Regions from separate parts of the Sus scrofa genome. Here regions 1, 3 and 4 are each linked to region 2. A link is a contact called in public targeted proximity ligation data. All regions are on one chromosome and are shown on one strand. The core of a region is the stretch at or near the end of the contact, and the rest is flanking DNA. Distances in the headings are between cores, read along the strand shown.

Region 1 (4,317 bases), core at 1,250-3,749, 230 kb after region 2:
CAGAATTGCTGAAAGAAAAATGAGGGGGTTGGATGAAAAGACAGGCAGGTTACTTCCAGTTCTGATTCTGCTATTCCACAGCTTTGAAATTCTTTCTCAGTGCAGCCAGATGGAAGATTTCACTCGATAATGTCAGTTGGAAAATCATTTAATACACTTTTAAAGAGGTATTTAAATTAAAACCTAGGGACCTATTTATTTGAGTTTCCTTGTGATTCATGAGCTTTTCATCTTTTCCCATCCTGGTCAGAGACACTTCTTATCCTTTTGATAAACCTAAAGTTTCTCCTGTCTTTAGATTTGGCCTAATGACATATTTTTGCTTTTTCTGAGGTTAGGAAAGAAGGAGCCAAGGTCATCTGGGCTCATATCCTTTTTCTCCATCGCCTTTTCCCTTTTGTACTCTACTCCTCCTTCTACAGGAAAAATTAACTAAAGTGTAGGCAGTTATAGAAAAGCCATAGTGTTTCTCTCACCATTTGTCCTAAACCATGTAATCATTAGTGTTGTTTCCTGCAATTCTCTCTCTGCTAAATATCCCTTGAAACACTTTTCTTTTCTCCCAATTTTCTGTCTTTCTCTTGGGCTGAACTTCTCCTTCTCTCCTCCTCTTTTGAGCAATTGGAGTGGACACACACACACCCCAGAACCTAGACACTCCTTTTCCCTCTGTTCTCACCTCACAGAACCCTTTCTCAGCACACATCCTTCAATGACACCTATTCCTCTCTTTTTCATATCTTTGCACTTTTTTTTTTTAATCTCCATCTGTTCCTTTTCCCATCCACACAATGTCAGTTTTCAATTATCTACTAGTAGGGTTATAAGATGGGGGAAAGATTGACCATGGAAAATATAAAACTCGTTTCTTTTCTGCCTTTGGGATATGTTTTCACACTTACCAAAATTGGTATATACCCAGTTTGGGAAAATCCCAGCCCTTCCAACAAAGTAAAGCTATACTTGGATGACTGTCTCAAAAGGAATTAGAAAGCTATCCACTTAGCTAATCTTTGCTCTTTGCTCATTTCTATTCTGGGCACCCCTCCAGACAATGGGTGAATAGCCTTTATCGTTTAGACAAATGCAAATAATCTTCACAGAAAGATCTTTATTTTCCTCTCTATAGCATGATATCCTTCTAGCTCTCCATCCCCTGAAGCAAGGTGATAATTAAAGTGCTTCAGGTTCAAAGGTGGTCTCTCTAAAATTCCTGATGAGCTAGCTTCAGACAGGAAGGAGAGTAAACAGAGATGGAGATGATATCATAGGTTAAACAGGTTACAATGTTAATAAGATGTTGAAAGTAAGATGTGTCTGCCTCGTATCAATAATTGTCTTTATTCACATTTCCCTGACACATGTGAGTCCAAATCCTTTCTTTCATAATAGTCTGTTTTGGCAGGCTTATGCATCAAGCAAAGATGAACAGAGTGCAAATAAAGAATCTTTGTCAGTACTGTAGCCCATCCCATGATAGCACCTCATTATAAAGAGACCCAAAACATTTTGTGACAGAAGACTAATTTTCTCTAGAAACAGCAGAAATCTCCATATCTCTGAAGCCAAATAATGATGTGCACCCTTTATCTTTACAGGCTGTACTTTGAAACTATAAAATATTTTTAAAATACTCAGCAGTGATCTGGGGCAACTCTTGTACTTCTCTCTTTATACGTAAGCAAATTTTTCAAATATTGACAACCCTGATGATTCCAAACCAATTTACTCAGCTTAATCAAGCAAGGGTTCCTTCACCTTACTTATGGTAAGAATTATTCTCACATTAGTTTATACAATACAAAATAAGTAATTTTTTCATTTTATTTTTCCTTATTTCTACTTTCTCTTGATTAAAATAAAGCTAACACTGAATTTTTTGGTTGTTTTTGTTTTCTTTTGTTTTATTTTATTTTGTTGGCCGCACCCACAGCATGCAGAAGCTCTCAGGCCGGGGAATGAATTCCAGCCATAGACTCGACCTATGCCACAGCTGTGGTGATGCTAGATTTTTAACCCCCTGTGTTGGGCTGGGGATGGGAACCCATGCTTCAGCAGCCACGGAAGCCACCTCAGAGATAATACTGGATCCTTAACCTGCTGTACCACATGGGAACTTCAAAACTGAACTGTTAAACTGGGAACATGCTGCATTGGCTAAAAATACGGAACTTTTTAGCGCAAAACAATTAATTGGTAAATGGCCAATGCAAAGGCTTTTTGTCTACTAAACTTTTATATCTATTTTTACAAAGGCTAAAAATGCCTGGAACACATGATATATGGCATCTACTAGTGAGAATTCATCTGCATATGAGAATGTAAGATTCATTTGTAGAAGGAAAATTTTTCCCCAAGTGAGTTTTTGAATTTCCTATATTCCTGGGGCACAATGATTGTTTCTGGCTTTTTGACAAGACTCATCTCTTAGAGCTTCTGATACTCTTTCCTAATGTCAGTGGGAAGAAGCTTCCTTTCACTTTTTCCAGGAGGAAAGGCCAGAAGGACTCTCAGGCCACTATTCTCTCTCATGACCTCCTATCCTTCCCGACTTTTAGCTCCCAGGGGTCCTGCCAAAGATTTCCCATTGGTTTTAATCCAACTTTTTAAACTGAAGGCATGAAGAAGCAACTTAGATTTATATAGCTTTTTTTCTCTTGTTTTATAAAACATGAGATTAAAAGGGTATCTAAAATACTGACTTCCAAACACCTAAACTGCCTTGGCCATGCTTTTATTGGCAGAGTCTTAAGAGAGCACTGTAGTCCCAAGACCCTTTAAGAGGTGGAACTTATTTTTGAAATGGATTTTGGACCATATGCAACACATATAAGAAAGTTGTCTTTTCCAGCCACAGTGGAAAACATCTGTTTTGCTAATGGATTTGACTCTACTCGCCAGAATAACCTCCCTAATGTTTTGAAAGCTCTAAACAACTAAACCTTTAGGATCTGCAATGGCTCAAAAATTGATTTACTAAGAAAACATGTAGACTTGTGACATAAATGAAAATAAAAATATTTCTCTTAACAAATCCGTAATACCAAAATATTTTAGATACGGCCTCAGATTAATGGTATTTTATAGCTTTTTTTTTCCTTTTTAAGATATGCATACAGACATGTATATACATAGTCTCTTGGAAGGGAGTAGTGCAGTGTGAATAGAAAATTATGTCCACTTTTCTGAATGCAACTAGTGCTACTACTAGACTATTAATGCTCCTTTGTCAATTCCCCAGATTTCAGTAAATTATATTCTAGTGAGATATATGCATGTCCAGCTTATATCTTATGTTATTGGATCTGATTTTTTAAAAAAAAACTTCTAAATAGCATAAAAAGTATTTTATATTATCTATTGTTTAGCCTTCTTCAGTTTCTTTCTTGGCTATTTCTTCTTAGCCTCCAGCTGCTGCTTTGTTATTGTTTGTTTAATAGTTACATAATTTAAAGAGACTACTTTTATTTTCTTATTTTAGGATCAACTGCCAAAGTACTGTGTTATTTCTTTTTTCCTATTTTCATTACACCTATTGACTTCCCTCTGTGTTGTTTTTCCTAACCCCGTTTGGATCTAAATCCTCTATGTCTTCCTTCCACTGATGTGTTCTAATCAACTTTTCCGCTTCCTTCTTTACAAAATCCTCCAGGAGACCACGCTCTCATGACCACTACAATCAAGAAATGTAAATGCTTTAAATGGAAATTCTAAATAAATCTATTGTGTATTAAAATTTAGTATGTATTTTCTCATAAATATTTGTCAACTTTTTTTTTTTTTTTTTTTTTGTCTTTTTGCTATTTCTTTGGGCCGCTCCCACGGCATATGGAGGTTCCCAGGTTAGGGGTTGACTGGGAGCTGTAGCCACCGGCCTACGCCAGAGCCACAGCAACGCAGGATTCAAGCCACGTCTGCAACCTACACCACAGTTCACAGCAACGCCGGATCATTAACCCACTGAGCAAAGGCAGGGACCGAACCCGCAACTTCATGGTTCCTAGTCGGATTCGTTAACCACTGCGCCACGACGGGAACTCCTGTCAACTATTTATATGTTTCTCTTTTCTTTTTTAAGGCCACGCTTGAAGCATATGGAAGTTCCCAGGCTGGGGGTCAAATGGGAGCTGCAGCCGCAGGCCTGTGCCACAGCCACAGCAACACGGGATCCGAGCTGCATCTGCAACCTATGCCACGGCTTGTGGCAATACTGGATCCTTAACCAACTGAGTGAGACCAGGGATCAAACACACACCCTCATGGATACTAGCTGGGTTCTTAATCTGCTGAACCACAGTGGGATCTCCATATAATTTT
Region 2 (4,331 bases), core at 1,231-3,730:
ACCAACTTTCTGTTGGTAGGAAGAATATCCTTGCTGTCAGTCATTCCTAGGTAAAAGCTTTACTTCACCAGATTATCTAGTCTTAAATTGCTTCTTTCCAAGTGCAAAAAATATAGTTGCTCAACCATGGGGTCAAACCCATGGATTCCTTTCATGCAAGTAGCAGGTACAGTTCCGGATGTGACTTTACCAGTGTTTACACTGACACGGGGCAATTCATCTGAGAAGCTAAGTCCTAAGAGGGAAGAGTTGTCTGGTAGAAAAAGCAAACCAGACAACTAAATTCATGATTTTTCATGTTGGAGTTCTCTCCCAAAAAATCCCACATGTATATTGGTTTGGATTTCTCTTTTCTCATATTGCCTCATAATCCAGAGTTTAGACCCAGTTGGCACTTCAACCTGTGAGTGATTGGAGGAAAAGAAGAACTCACTTTACTGTAACATTGGGGACTGTGGTGGACAACTGGTCAACCTATATCCTGCCACTTCCCTTTGCACTCTGAGCACTGGGATCTGGGGATTGGAAGAGACTGGGTCCAAACGTTAAACTTGATTTTGAGTCAAAGACCTAAATGTAGACATCTCCTGGGAGGCTGAGGCAGACCAGCGTCCACTAGCAGGGCGGATATGCTCTAAGGAAGGTCTGGAAGAGGAACTCAACCTAGGGTTGAAGGCACAAATCACTAGCACCCCAGCACTAGAGCTGAGGCCTGGGCATCTCACTTGGACTTTCTAGCTGGGCTTAACACCGAGGCTACTCAGAAGACTGGGATTATTTATGTGTATTGGCTCCCAGAAGGCAGGAACCAGCTCTCCAGCAGACTCCATATGGAATCATTACTTTATTAAGAAATAGAGACCCTGGGGGCCGGAAGGGCAGATGTGGCCAAGGCAGTGTAGACCCATACCTCTTTAAGGGGGTAGCAGTGATAGGACTGTGACATTAGGAGACATACCAACCACAACTGCATCCTTAAAAATCAGTTCAGTGGGAAATATTGCCAGTTTAGTCTTTTTTCTCAAGGATGCTACCCGTAAGTTGTTTTTTTTTAAATCATCCATTTCTTTCTAACAGTGTAGGAGCACTAAGTGATGTGCTGTGGGGATCTCTTTTGCAGTGCTGGAGTTGGAAGGACAGGAACCTTCATCGCCCTGGACAGGCTCCTGCAGCACATCCGGGACCATGAGTTTGTCGACATCCTAGGGCTGGTGTCAGATATGCGGTCATACCGGATGTCTATGGTACAGACAGAGGTAGGGATGCAATCATAGCATATTTTTAAATTTGCCCTTGACTGAAAATTTTCCTGTTATACAATCTCGTGTTTCAAAACTATTGTCTTGAATTTTGTGTTTGTTTCCGCCATTCCTGGTTTCTTATTGTGCATGTTCAAACTGTTCCAAGGTATAAAAGAAACAGCCACTTTTACTGGCTTCACGCACCCTTCAGTAGTCCAGAGCACATGGCTGTATCTATAATGGAATAAAAGCCCTTTGAACAGACTGAGAGTTCAGCAAAGGTAGCAGCCAATCTAGCTAATGCCACCAACTGGAGACTTTGGAACTGATGTGATTTAATTCTTTTTAAAGTACTAGATTTGATTCAATGAGTTTGTCATTAGTTTGTCCTTCATGTGATGCTCTATCCAAGTTCACTTTTGATGATAATATGGATTGAACTTATGCTTTCTGTCCCCCTTGTGATTTTTTTTTGTTTTTCTGCTGTACAGCAGACCCAGTTGTGTGTGTGTGTGTGTGTGTGTGTGTGTGTGTGTATTGCTTTTTAGGGCCACACCTGCAGCATATGAAGTTCCCAGGCTAGGGGTCGAATCGAAGTTTCAGCTGCTGGGCTGCACCACAGCCACAGCAACTCGGGATCCGACCCACATCTGTGAACTACACCACAGCTCACAGCAATGCTGGATCCTTAACCCACTGAGCGAGGCCAGGGATTGAACCCTCCTCCTCATGGATACTAGTCGGGCTCGCTACCACTAAGTCACAATGGGAACTCATATATATTCTTTTTTTCACACTCTCTTCCATCACGGTCTATCGCAAGAGATTGAATATAGTTTCTGTGATGTAGAGCAGGATCTCATTGACTATACATTCTAAATTGAGTAGTTTGCATCTACTAACCCAAACTCCCAGATCATCCCACTCCCTCCCCTCTTCCCCTTGGCAACCACAAGTCTGTTCTCTGTGTCCGTTCCGTGAGTCTGTTTCTGTTTATGGATGGTTTCATTTGTCCCCCCCCCCTTATGATTTTACGGATTTCCAGCCCCTAATCTACCAGCACAGTCTGTTCCCTTGATCTAAATGAATGGATTCATCATTGCAACAACATGGAGGCATTCCCAGAAATATCCATCAGTGTTACAGGCTCCTCTTCCTCCTATTCTCCCAAGCGCTCTCTTCCTTTGAAGCCTTAAAATGCACTCAGGCTGGAGCGGCAGCCCCAGGCCGGTGCCTGCAGACAGTATTACACAAGCACCAGAGCAGCAGTGGGTGTGTACCAGTGTGGGCCGCAAACATAAGCACAGTAGTTTCTTCGTAATCTTAGTCACCCAGCCGTATACTCACAACTTCTTAGCTTCAAGCGAACAATAATCCTTTTTCTCAAGGAGTGTGTGTGGGAGGAACACTCGTGGAATAGAACACAGCCTGTCCTGACCTTTGACTAAATTCCCAAGGAATTGAAAACTGCCTTAATCTTCCCCACGCCTTTCCTACAAATCACCACTAGATGTCAGTATAACTCAAAAGCCTGCAGGTCCAGGCTCCTGTCTCAGTGTTTCTGGTTTCCCCTTTCCCACCCTTTTTTCTTTTCTCTCTTGTTTCCCCATCCTATCTGATGACCAAGGCTTGGCACAGCCATTCCAATGTGTTTATTTCTGAACTACAGCAAGATTGTGGCACTTTGGAAAGACTAGCTCATTTAACATTCAGATGGCTCACGGATGTTTCGGAAGCAAGGCATCTATTAGTGTCTTGAGCCCACTCGCATCCAAGTCCTGCTGCCTTCTAATTTACTGCTGTGGGGACGTGAACATTACCTTGTTGTCACAAGCTTAAAATGTCCTGGGCTTCCCAGAGAAGCCCAACTACCTAGTGATTAAATGGTGCTTTATGAATCCATCCATATTTTTGGCTTTCACTTCCGTAAATCTATATCCTACTATGCTAGTGACACTCCTTATTATGTATGTTAATCCCCAAGCTTCAAAGAGCCACTCCTTATTTTAAGTATTTGGGATTTGATGAAATGTCTGCCCCCATTGACTTAATTTATACCTTTTATAACTTTATAGACTTTGATTATAGCCTTTTTTGCTTTCAACTTTCCAACTACAGAATCTTAATCCCTTTTTAAAAACTACCTTCACATGGCAGACCCTCCAACCAATTTCCAGCACCATGATCCTTCTGCAGGTATGGCAATCATACGAGACTAGGGCAGCCACCATGCACCTTGTTGCATAGCTGAGAAAAAGTTGTTTTCTCCTCTAACTTTCTTTCCTGAAATTTTGATGACCTCTTTGTTTATGGCAGCATTTTAGGTTGACATCTCCAGGGAAATAGCCTTTTTTAAGTATGCTATCCCTTCCCTGAACTCTCGTGGGAAAATTCAAAGTCAGCAGAAGATGCACAGGTCACCACAGGTTACTGATTTTTCCCAAACATTCCAGCTTCACTCTAGAGTTCCCTCGGGATTTTTGCAGTGATCCTCTCCAGTTTATTTACTTATGTCAGTTTTATTAGTTTTATCTAGAACATCTTGTCCATTGACTTACCTCTGTTTTTCCTCACTCCTCTGCTCTTCGTGGTTCAACTTGGATTTTGAATGTTAGGATGTTCCTAACATCTTCCTTGAGCCCAGTTCATGCCCCAGTCCTGCTGCCTCCTAGGTTACTGATGGTAATGAGTAAAAAGCAGAGTAAAAAATTATTTTCTTCAGCTTCATGACCCCAGAGCACTCCTTTGACACTAATGATTTTCAAGAGGCCAGAATGATTCTCCAGCTGATTTCTGAGCCAGTGTATATATATAGGAACCATAGTGTGTGGTGTATGAGTGACCTCCCATGCTGGTTTCTAATTTTCCTATGTCCTCTTGACTGCCTGTCACCTTGATTCTACCACCCCCACCCCCCCACTCTACAACCAACAGAGGCCATTGACTCATTTGACCCTGTCTTCAGATGCACATTTCAGGTCCCTGCAGCACGCTACATGGACTGTGTTTTAACAAGCCCTCTTCCCCTTTCTCTGTGGATAGGCATGCTGTGTAGACTCCTGCATGAGAGTAGCAAGGGGTAGTCAGAGA
Region 3 (4,605 bases), core at 597-3,096, 210 kb after region 2:
TGTGAAGTGAATGGCTTGTGGAATTTTAAAAAGTCTTAATCTCTGAATTCTGCACTAAAGGCATTCTATAAAACGTTGTACATCTGTGAGACATTCTACCCTACCCTTTACATGGCAAGTCTACAAAGTGCATTATTTTTCAAAATGGTAAGTAAAAATGTGATCCCATGACTTAAAATTTTCCACACCAGCAACTTAACTATAGTAGTATGTCCAGAAAACTCCAATTACAAATATAAAATTTATACTAGGTGAGAAAGGATGGCATTGACTTTCATTTTCAATGACCACATGATCCAAGGTACACATTCCAAAACCTAGGTCGCTGGAGAAAAATGGTATCCTTTCAAGGAAAATAAATTAGATGCAATACACCATACAGTTACTTTGTCATATGTACATAAAGAAGCCTTCTGGGAACCCTAATTTTTCTATCTCCCCCCCCCCAAAATACCAAAGCCAAGATCAAACTTTTCACATGCATCTGAAACCAAGTTTTATCTGAACTCTGAAGATATCTGTTCCTCTTATCTGAGGCGAGAACTGAAACCTTAAAAAGAAAAGCAATAACACATTTCATTGAAATACGTTTTGTAAAGGTGGATTCCAATTCCTAATGCTCTACCATTCTTGACATCTATGGACTTCAAATCCTGATACCTAATACAGCATCCTACCCTCAGAGAGTCCAGCAGTGGAATGTGTTCTACGGGGAAAGGATCTGAGAAAAAATGCAAAGGGAGAGAACAATCCCTGCAAAGATTCTGCATACAAGTAGTCCTTGAAAGGAAAGTAGAAAGCAAGAGCGAGCAGGGTCTTGGAAATCCTCTGCAAAGGCATTCATTGACAAAGACTCCAGAAGGGCCGTCTTCCCAAAAGTAAAATGGGGAGTGGAGTGAAACCATCTAAGAAAGGACAATCAACAGGAATTAGGAGTGACAACTATGCACAAACAGCAAGGTCTCTTGAATTTAAGGGGGGTATGCGATAGTGGGACTTCGCTGAAAAGTATCCATTGAAAAAGAGCTCCCCTTTGGGGGGGGGGGGGACTGTAGCCCTCTAAACCCCACGTCTAAGACAAACCAGGAGAAGAATACTCGTTCTGGAGTAGCTCCACGGAACAGAGAAGCGCAGGTGTATCTGCGGAAGCTCAGGTTACCGAGAAATAAGACAAGGACACTGTGCATCTCTTCTGCTCACCCCTGCCGGAGCCCCGGGCACGGAGAGCTAGCGGCCGAGGGTCGGCACGGGCTCCGGACGTTCCGGGACCCGCGCGCGGACACGCTCCGGCAGCAGCGCCCTCGCACACCTGGTTGCCGACACCAGTTGAAAGCAGTCAAAGTGAATGAAGGCGGACGAGGTGCCTGGCACCGCTCCACCCCGGCACACAAAGGCGGATTTTGAAAATCGAAGGAAGAGTCCGAGACGACGGACCCCAGCGAGCGCCTTTCTCCGAGGGGCTCTTACCTCGGATCCGCCCTCGGGGCCGCAGCTTCCCCGAAGGCGCTTCGAGCCCACACCCGGCGGGAGGCGGCCGGGAGAAAGCCCTCGAGCCGGACCGCGCCCTCCCAATCCTCCGCGAGCCGCCCAGCCGCCCTCGGCGCCGGCCGAGGAGAAGCGATTTCTGGGGCGAGCTCAGCGCCGGCCTCGCGCTCGGCGAGACCGCCTCGCCCGCCGCCGCTGGGGAAGTCTGGAGCCGTCTGCCCGCTAGCCCGCTCACCCGAGCCGGCCGCGCGCCGCGCATGCCCAGTACCCCCTCAGGGAGCGAGCCAGCGAGCGCGCGCCGCGCGGCCGGGGGCCCGCTCCACTCTCCGGGTCTTGGCAGCAGCCGAAGCGCGGAGTATCTGGTCGACCCCGGCGCAGGAGGTGAACTGGCCCGCGGGGCCGGTGGGCGGGAGAGGAGCAGGAGGAGAGAAGGCAGGGCAGCGCGCCGAGTTATCAAGGCCTCGATCAAAGTCAGACCGACGTACTGAGCCGCCGAGGAGTTTCCAGAAGTGCCCTAGCAGGACCGACGAGCAGCTGGGAGATTGCCAGGAGGGGAAAGCGCTAGGAGAGTTTTGCCCTGGGCAAGAGTTGATGCCTTGGGCGGAGAGGTCGCTCTAGTCCCAGCGGCCAGGGTTCTGGTGTACATTACGGGGCCACTAACCTACCGGCAGTAAACCTGCTGCAGCCAAAGACCCACTAGCCTGCGGCTTTCTCCTGGGACCCTTCCTCCTATTTTTCCCGTTGTGTTTCCTTTTTCTTTCTTTTCTTTCTTTCTTTTTTTTTTTTTTTTTTTTTTTAATCTCTTCAACTCATGCCGTAAACTGGTGGCACCCAAGGGCCTCCATTCGGTCCCTGGGAGTCTCCAAAACCGCGAGTCCTGGAAGCAGCAAGCCCAGACCCGCTTCGCACGCCTACCTTGGATCCCATTTTTCTGGTAGCTCTTGCCAGAAACCCGATGTGGTTTGAAGTAGTGGAGGCTTCTTTCACATAATGCCTCTTGTGACCGACCTAAACCAACCCTCAAAACCTTCTCCTCCGCCTGTAGCGCCCAGTGAGAAGTCCTTGGGTCTGTGAACATTGTGTTCGCCTCTTGAAACACCACGTTTGTTATAGCTATGTTCCCCTTCTTTCTAACTTCTTAAAGGTCACTTGACTCCCAGAAATCAACAAAAGACTACAAAATACACTTGGTTAAAATAGATTGGACCAGGTTGTTTTGTGAAGCAAGGGAGACTCGCAGTCAGGGGAAAAAGATACTTCAGACCAAAGCAGGAAATAAAACCATTACACCAAAAGTTGGAATAGACCTTAAATCCAGTCGGCTATCTTAGGTAGAAATCCTCTTTCCAATATTTCCGCTACACTATCATCCACTTAAACTTTTGCATTGTTGAGAATCTCTATTTTTATCAACATTATGTATAATTATGATTATTTATTATTTTGCTATGCCAGAAACTAAGCAGTTGGTTTTCTTTTTTGCTTTTTCTTCTTTTTAGGGCTGCACCTGCGGCATATAGAAGTACCAGGCCAGGGGCTGAATCCAAGCTGCAGCTGCTGGCCTACACCACAGCCACAGCAACACTGGATCCAAGCCACATCTGCAAACTATAGTACAGCTTGCAGCAATGCCGAAACTTAACCCACTGAGGCCAGAGATCAAACCCACATCTTTGTGATACTAGCCGTGTTCTTAATCTGCCGAGCCATGCCGAACTTCTAGGCAATTTTTAGATTTTTTTCCTAATCTTTAAAATGAAATAGGCTTTATTATATCAATTTAGCAGGAAAATGGAGCTCAGAAGTTTCATTCCTTTTGCCAAAGCCAATGCTGTTGCTAGAATTAAAATCTAAAGTCTGCATTGTTTGATTTGTGAACATCAAATCAAACTTCCCTTAACTTACCAGCTGGTTCTGCCTCTAAGAGCCAAACAAAATTAGTCTCATTTCTTACAGATACTGCAAGTCTTGAAATATGTGAACCAAACTATTAAGTAACTAGTGGATCATCTCATATTTTCCTCTTCTTCAAAATCTCTAGATATTTTCACTTCCCTTAAAATGGAATGGTGCCTTTCACTTCTTTAAAAAGGAATGGTGAGCCTCCATAACCACACTTCATACCCTGCTTTGAATATGCTTTGATTTTTTTTTTCATTTTTCTCAAGTTGTGTACTCAAAAGAGAACACAACATTCAAATGCAATGGGCTGAGATCTGAGTCACAGTGATCAGCAGCCCCTTCGATCCAAGCTTACCTCACAATAGGCATTCCCAAAGTGATCGCTAATAATAACATCTTAAAATCTGAAATTATGTGCTCAAAGATGAAATTTATTAAGGATTAAAGGTAAAAAATTAGGTTTAAACATGAAATTATTTTTAATGTTTTTTGAAAATTTTATTGAACTAGAGTTGACTTACAAAGTTGTATTAATTTCGGCAAAGTAAATCAGTTATATATGAATACATACATCCACTTCTTTTCAGATTCTTTTACCATATAAGTTATTGCACAGTACTGAGTAAATTTCCCCATGCCAAACAGTAGATCCTTGTTACTCACATATTTTGATATAGCAGTGTGTATATATCAAGCCCAACTCCCTAATTTATCCCTCCCCCTCTTGTTTCCCCTTTGGTAAACATAGGTTTGGTTTCAATAGCTTTGAGTCTGTTTCTGTTTTCAGTTCTAGTGTATCATTTTTATTAGATTCCACAAATTAGTGATATATGATATTTGTTTTTCTCTGTCTGACTTATTTCACTTAGCATGATCATCTCTAAGTCTGTTAATGTTGTTACAAATGGTATTGCTCCAAGCTCTTTATGGCTGAGTAATATCCCATTGTGTGTATGTATTCATCCAGTTCTCTGTTGATGAACATTTAGGTTGCTCCCATGTCTTAGCTATTGTAAATAGTATGCAATGAACACTGGGGTGCACTTACCTTTTCAAATTACAGTTTTTGCCTAATAGATGCCTGGAGTGGGATTCCTGGCTCATATGGTAGTTCTATATTTACTTTTTTAAGGAACTTCCATGCTTGGGCAAAAAGCATTTTTTTAAAAAAGCAATGAGTTTTTAAAAGAATTTCGTAAGAGTGATCATTCACTCAAC
Region 4 (4,099 bases), core at 966-3,465, 130 kb after region 2:
AGCTATGGTGTAGTTCACAGACACGGCTTGGATCCGGTGTGGCTGTGGCATAGCACAGAAGATTCGACCCCTAGCCTGGGAATCTCCATATGCCATGGATGTGGCCCTAAAAAAAAAAAAAAAAAGAATGGCCTTGGCTAAAGAGTCTTCTCAAGCAAGTGCCTGCTCCCCTCCCCAGCAGCCCATATCTGAAGACTGGATGACATGGGGCATAGAGGGCTTGTCCCCCTCTCTCCAACTGGGGACCAGGGCGAGAGCACCATCCCAGCCTCAGAGCCTCTACCAGGTCAGATCATCAGTGAGACTACAGGGCAGCCTAACTTCCCCTCTGCCCGATGCTGGTTTCTTCCTTACATTATCTAAGAAACTTCCAGGACACTCATTTCCAACTCAGAGTCGGCATCCTGGAGAACATCAGGGGGAAAAAAAAAAAAAAAGGTGGGTAGGGTATGGAACAGTACTATCAAGGAAGCAAAAGGAAAAATAAAGGCTTGAAGCCAGTGAGGAGAACAGCAGAAAGTACTAATATAATCTCTTTCTTTGATAGGAGAAGAGAAAGACTTTTTCAAAATTAACAATATAATCACAAAAATTCCAGCGCCACATTTTAGTGTATCTCTACACTTGAGAGTCGAAAGGGATTCTACAGGGTACTCCAATTCTAGGCCCTGTCATTTTGAAGACAAAACTCTTAGGCTCATAGGTCTGCCAAATGCCAAAACTGTTGATGCTTAGAAACAACCCCATTTATTCTTTTAAGACAGTCACTTCCCTCACAACAACTTAACAGATATATTTAAGATCCTGCTACATCAAAGTTACCAGCAGTGGTGTGTGTGTGTGCTCAATTTCTACCTTCCTTTAAATCTTGGAAAAATGTGCAGCAACCAAATCTGTCATGTTCCAGATATAGGACATTTCTCATGGCTACTTCCGGTGAGCTGCCCTATCTTAGCAAGGGGAGAGAAAAGACAAATCCCTATGAGCCTTGCTTAGATTTGCCCCATGTCCCCAGTAATAGAATTCTGATACACCTTTTAGTTCTGAATCATTGGTAAAGATGCTAATGGTAGCTGAGTTTTTTTTTTTTTTTTTTTCTGGCCGCCCCGAGGTATATGGAGTCCCTGGGCCAGAGACCAGATCTGAGCCGCAGTTGTGACCTGTGCCACAGGTGTGGTAACACGGGATCCCTTAACTCACTGTGCCAGGCCAAGGATCTGCATTCTGGTGCTCCAGAGACACCACCAATCCCGTTGTGCCACAGTGTGAACAACTAGTGGTAGTTTTATAAAAGGTTAATCTGGTACAGGCTGGTATATAACTAATCATTACACAGAATACTAATAAAAAACTGCAAGGCCTAAAACAATATTCACATGCACCCTCAGAATGCCAGTGACATGGGACAAATCTAAACAAGTCTCATGGGTATTTGTTGATTCCCTTACCCTTCTAATATAGGGAAGAACTCATATAAGAAATATTACGTATTTGGAATGTGACAGACTTGATTGCTGTGCATTTTTCCATGACTACTAAAGGAACCTGGAAATTGCTCACACGCGTGCACACACACACACACACACACACACACAGACACACACACACACCTTCTACTGGTAACCTTGTCCTACATTCCACACTTTGTAACCACAAATATAGAGGCAGACAAGATAATCTGTAGCAAAACCTATCAAATTAAGTCCACTGGATCTAAAAAGACAAGAAGTCATTTACAGAAATTGTTAGGACAGCCAAGCAGAATGGAGCGGCACTGTCACAATCCATTCATCCGGGAAATCTAAGCAGAACTTCGCCCTCAGTTCCTGTACATGTCAACCTCAGTTCCTCAATCTGTCTTTCATTCCTTCCTCTCCTAAGAATCACAGTCTGCTGGGTCTTCTCTAAGCCAACTCTTCTTCTCCTTCTAACTTTAAAACCTTTTTTTAATGGGAGCAAGGAACTAAGGTGCTACAAATATGAGAGAATCCTAAAGAGGTTTCTAAATTCGAAAGTGCATGTGGTCAAATCTCAATTACATACATGCAAGTTAAGTGGGCTGAATTCAAACTGGAAGAATCACCAACCAAATGTTTTAATAACTAATCCGGGAAAGGAATGAGAGTGCAATATAATTCATACTTGGGGAGAATCCTGTCAAACTGTTAACATTTTATAGGCATAGAAAAGGGCAAGTTAATGAGAGGAGGAACCAATCTACTCATATAAAAAAAAAAAGATTAAATGAGTCACTGTGGGTTTGGAGTTATTGTTTCAACACAGAATCTAGATTAAAGATTAAAAAAAATAATAATAAAAACAGGAGATCCCGTTGTGGTGCAACAGAAACGAATCTGACTAGGAACCAGGAGGTTGCAGGTTCGATCCCTGGCCTCGCTCAGTGCGTTAAGGATCCGGAATTGCTGTGAGCTGTGGTGTAGGTCGCAGACGTGGCTCAGATGGCTCTGGCATAGCCCAGCAGCTGTAGCTCCAATTAGACCCCTAGCCTGAGAACTTCCATTTGCTGAGGGTGTGGCCCTAAACAAACAAACGTTAGGAAAATATTGATTTGAGAAAAATGAACTCGTTATTACTGTAAAAGAATGTCATGACATATAAGTGAACAAAATGGTAGTTTAGCCTTTAAATTGGCAAAGTTTAGGTATATACTAGGGGACCATCACACAAACTTATTAAATTATGGATTTTAAATGTTTTCAACCTAGGAATCACTATAGAGTTCCAATAAGTCATCCCCTTATCTGGCAATTTCAATCAAAAGCCAACAAAATTTTGGAGAAAAAAAGAAAGGTGAAAACAAAAAAGTGATTTCTTATTTCTATTCATGTCCTATAACCAAAGAGAAGTTGGAAAATGTAAAGACCTCAGCACTGGGAAACTGAATACTTGTGTTTGTGCCCCAAGTCTGCGGCTGAATAACTCTGTACCTGGGCAAGTAACTTAACCTCCCTCAGTCTCCATTTCCTCACCTGTGAAAGGAGATCATTAAGGCCAATCTGTAAACTCTCATTCAGATCTATTCTAGAACATTTACCCAATTCGAATTTTAAGACAAAATTCAACTTAATTAGATGTGGGCTAAAACATAGCAATTGGCAGTTTTAGTCTACTCAACATTAAATTAATTCATTTTTAGGAAAAAATTGAAATTATTAAATGGTCAGAAATCCTAATGATAAATGAGGAAAAATTATTAGTTGCCATGAGGACATCCGTAAATTCACCTCAGAAATTATGAAGAAACACTTGTCATAGAAACTCCAATTTCTGCTGGAAAATTCCCATTTAAATGCAGACGCCACTGAAACACAGTAGGGACAAAGAATTTCTGAGAGGCAGGGAAAATGGAAGCTTTGGGCATGCAGTACCAATATTTCCCATCATTAAGATCTCACTTGTAGCTTCCTCATTTCACCTGACTCAGATGGCACTGGCATTCTACACAACTGCCTTGGCGCACGCATATCAAAAGAATGGACAGGATGTTCCTTGTGAAACAGCATTTTTACACATAACGTGACTCCCCCCCAAACCTGTGCTTTCCACAAAAACAAAAACAAAACAAAACAAAAAAAACCCTCTATAAAAATGATAAAACTACTTTAGCCTATCCAAATCATGGATGCTTCAAGATTCTCAAGTGCCAATTTGGAAAGAAAAAAACATTTAATATAAGAGTACCAATACTTCCCAGATTATTTTTTACCTTAACTCTATAATATAATCAGGAAATTATCACACTAGTTAGATAACATGACCTAACCGCTCCTTACTACAATCACGTGCTTTACATTGAGAAGAAGTGAGGGAGGAAAAAAAAGGAGGGGAGCAAATCAGAAAATATGGAAAATGAACTGTGAATGCTGACAAAGTACTAGCTTACGAGAAAATAAGGAGGAACGCCCAAGTTTCGTTTCAAAGCATGTGCCCTCTGAAATACTGCAAAGAACTGTCCTATATACACATTAACAAGCTAACACTGGGCAAGCAGCTTTGAAAAATTAAATCAGGCAGCATTACAATAAACACAATGAAATGCCTGTTTTCAGAGCACCAGTTTAGAAAAAGCTGTGTAAAC

The links.
Region 1: a contact with region 2 is called in a targeted proximity ligation map of skeletal muscle. A contact is called at or near these places in 2 of 2 datasets of targeted methods (alveolar macrophages and skeletal muscle).
Region 3: a contact with region 2 is called in a targeted proximity ligation map of skeletal muscle, with 7 times the contacts expected there. A contact is called at or near these places in 3 of 5 promoter capture datasets (fetal skeletal muscle and liver), 8 of 47 Hi-C or Micro-C datasets (embryonic fibroblasts, fibroblasts, heart right ventricle and 2 more) and 2 of 2 datasets of targeted methods (alveolar macrophages and skeletal muscle).
Region 4: a targeted proximity ligation map of alveolar macrophages shows a contact between it and region 2. A contact is called at or near these places in 1 of 47 Hi-C or Micro-C datasets (liver) and 1 of 2 datasets of targeted methods (alveolar macrophages).

What each region holds. Positions count from the first base shown.
Region 1 is chr5:56,797,298-56,801,614 of Sscrofa11.1, reverse strand. No RefSeq gene overlaps it. Among named protein-coding and RNA genes, the nearest start is that of EPS8, 18 kb to the left of the region's middle.
Region 2 is chr5:57,026,055-57,030,385 of Sscrofa11.1, reverse strand. PTPRO (receptor-type tyrosine-protein phosphatase O) reads left to right here. Exons shown (of 28, transcript XM_003126453.4): 26 at 1,121-1,256. Among named protein-coding and RNA genes, the nearest start is that of EPS8, 210 kb to the right of the region's middle.
Region 3 is chr5:56,814,686-56,819,290 of Sscrofa11.1, reverse strand. EPS8 (epidermal growth factor receptor kinase substrate 8) reads right to left here and starts at 1,846. Exons shown (of 21, transcript XM_021092301.1): 1 at 1,468-1,846.
Region 4 is chr5:56,892,662-56,896,760 of Sscrofa11.1, reverse strand. The region is part of intron 1 of EPS8 (epidermal growth factor receptor kinase substrate 8); the gene reads right to left. Among named protein-coding and RNA genes, the nearest start is that of EPS8, 77 kb to the right of the region's middle.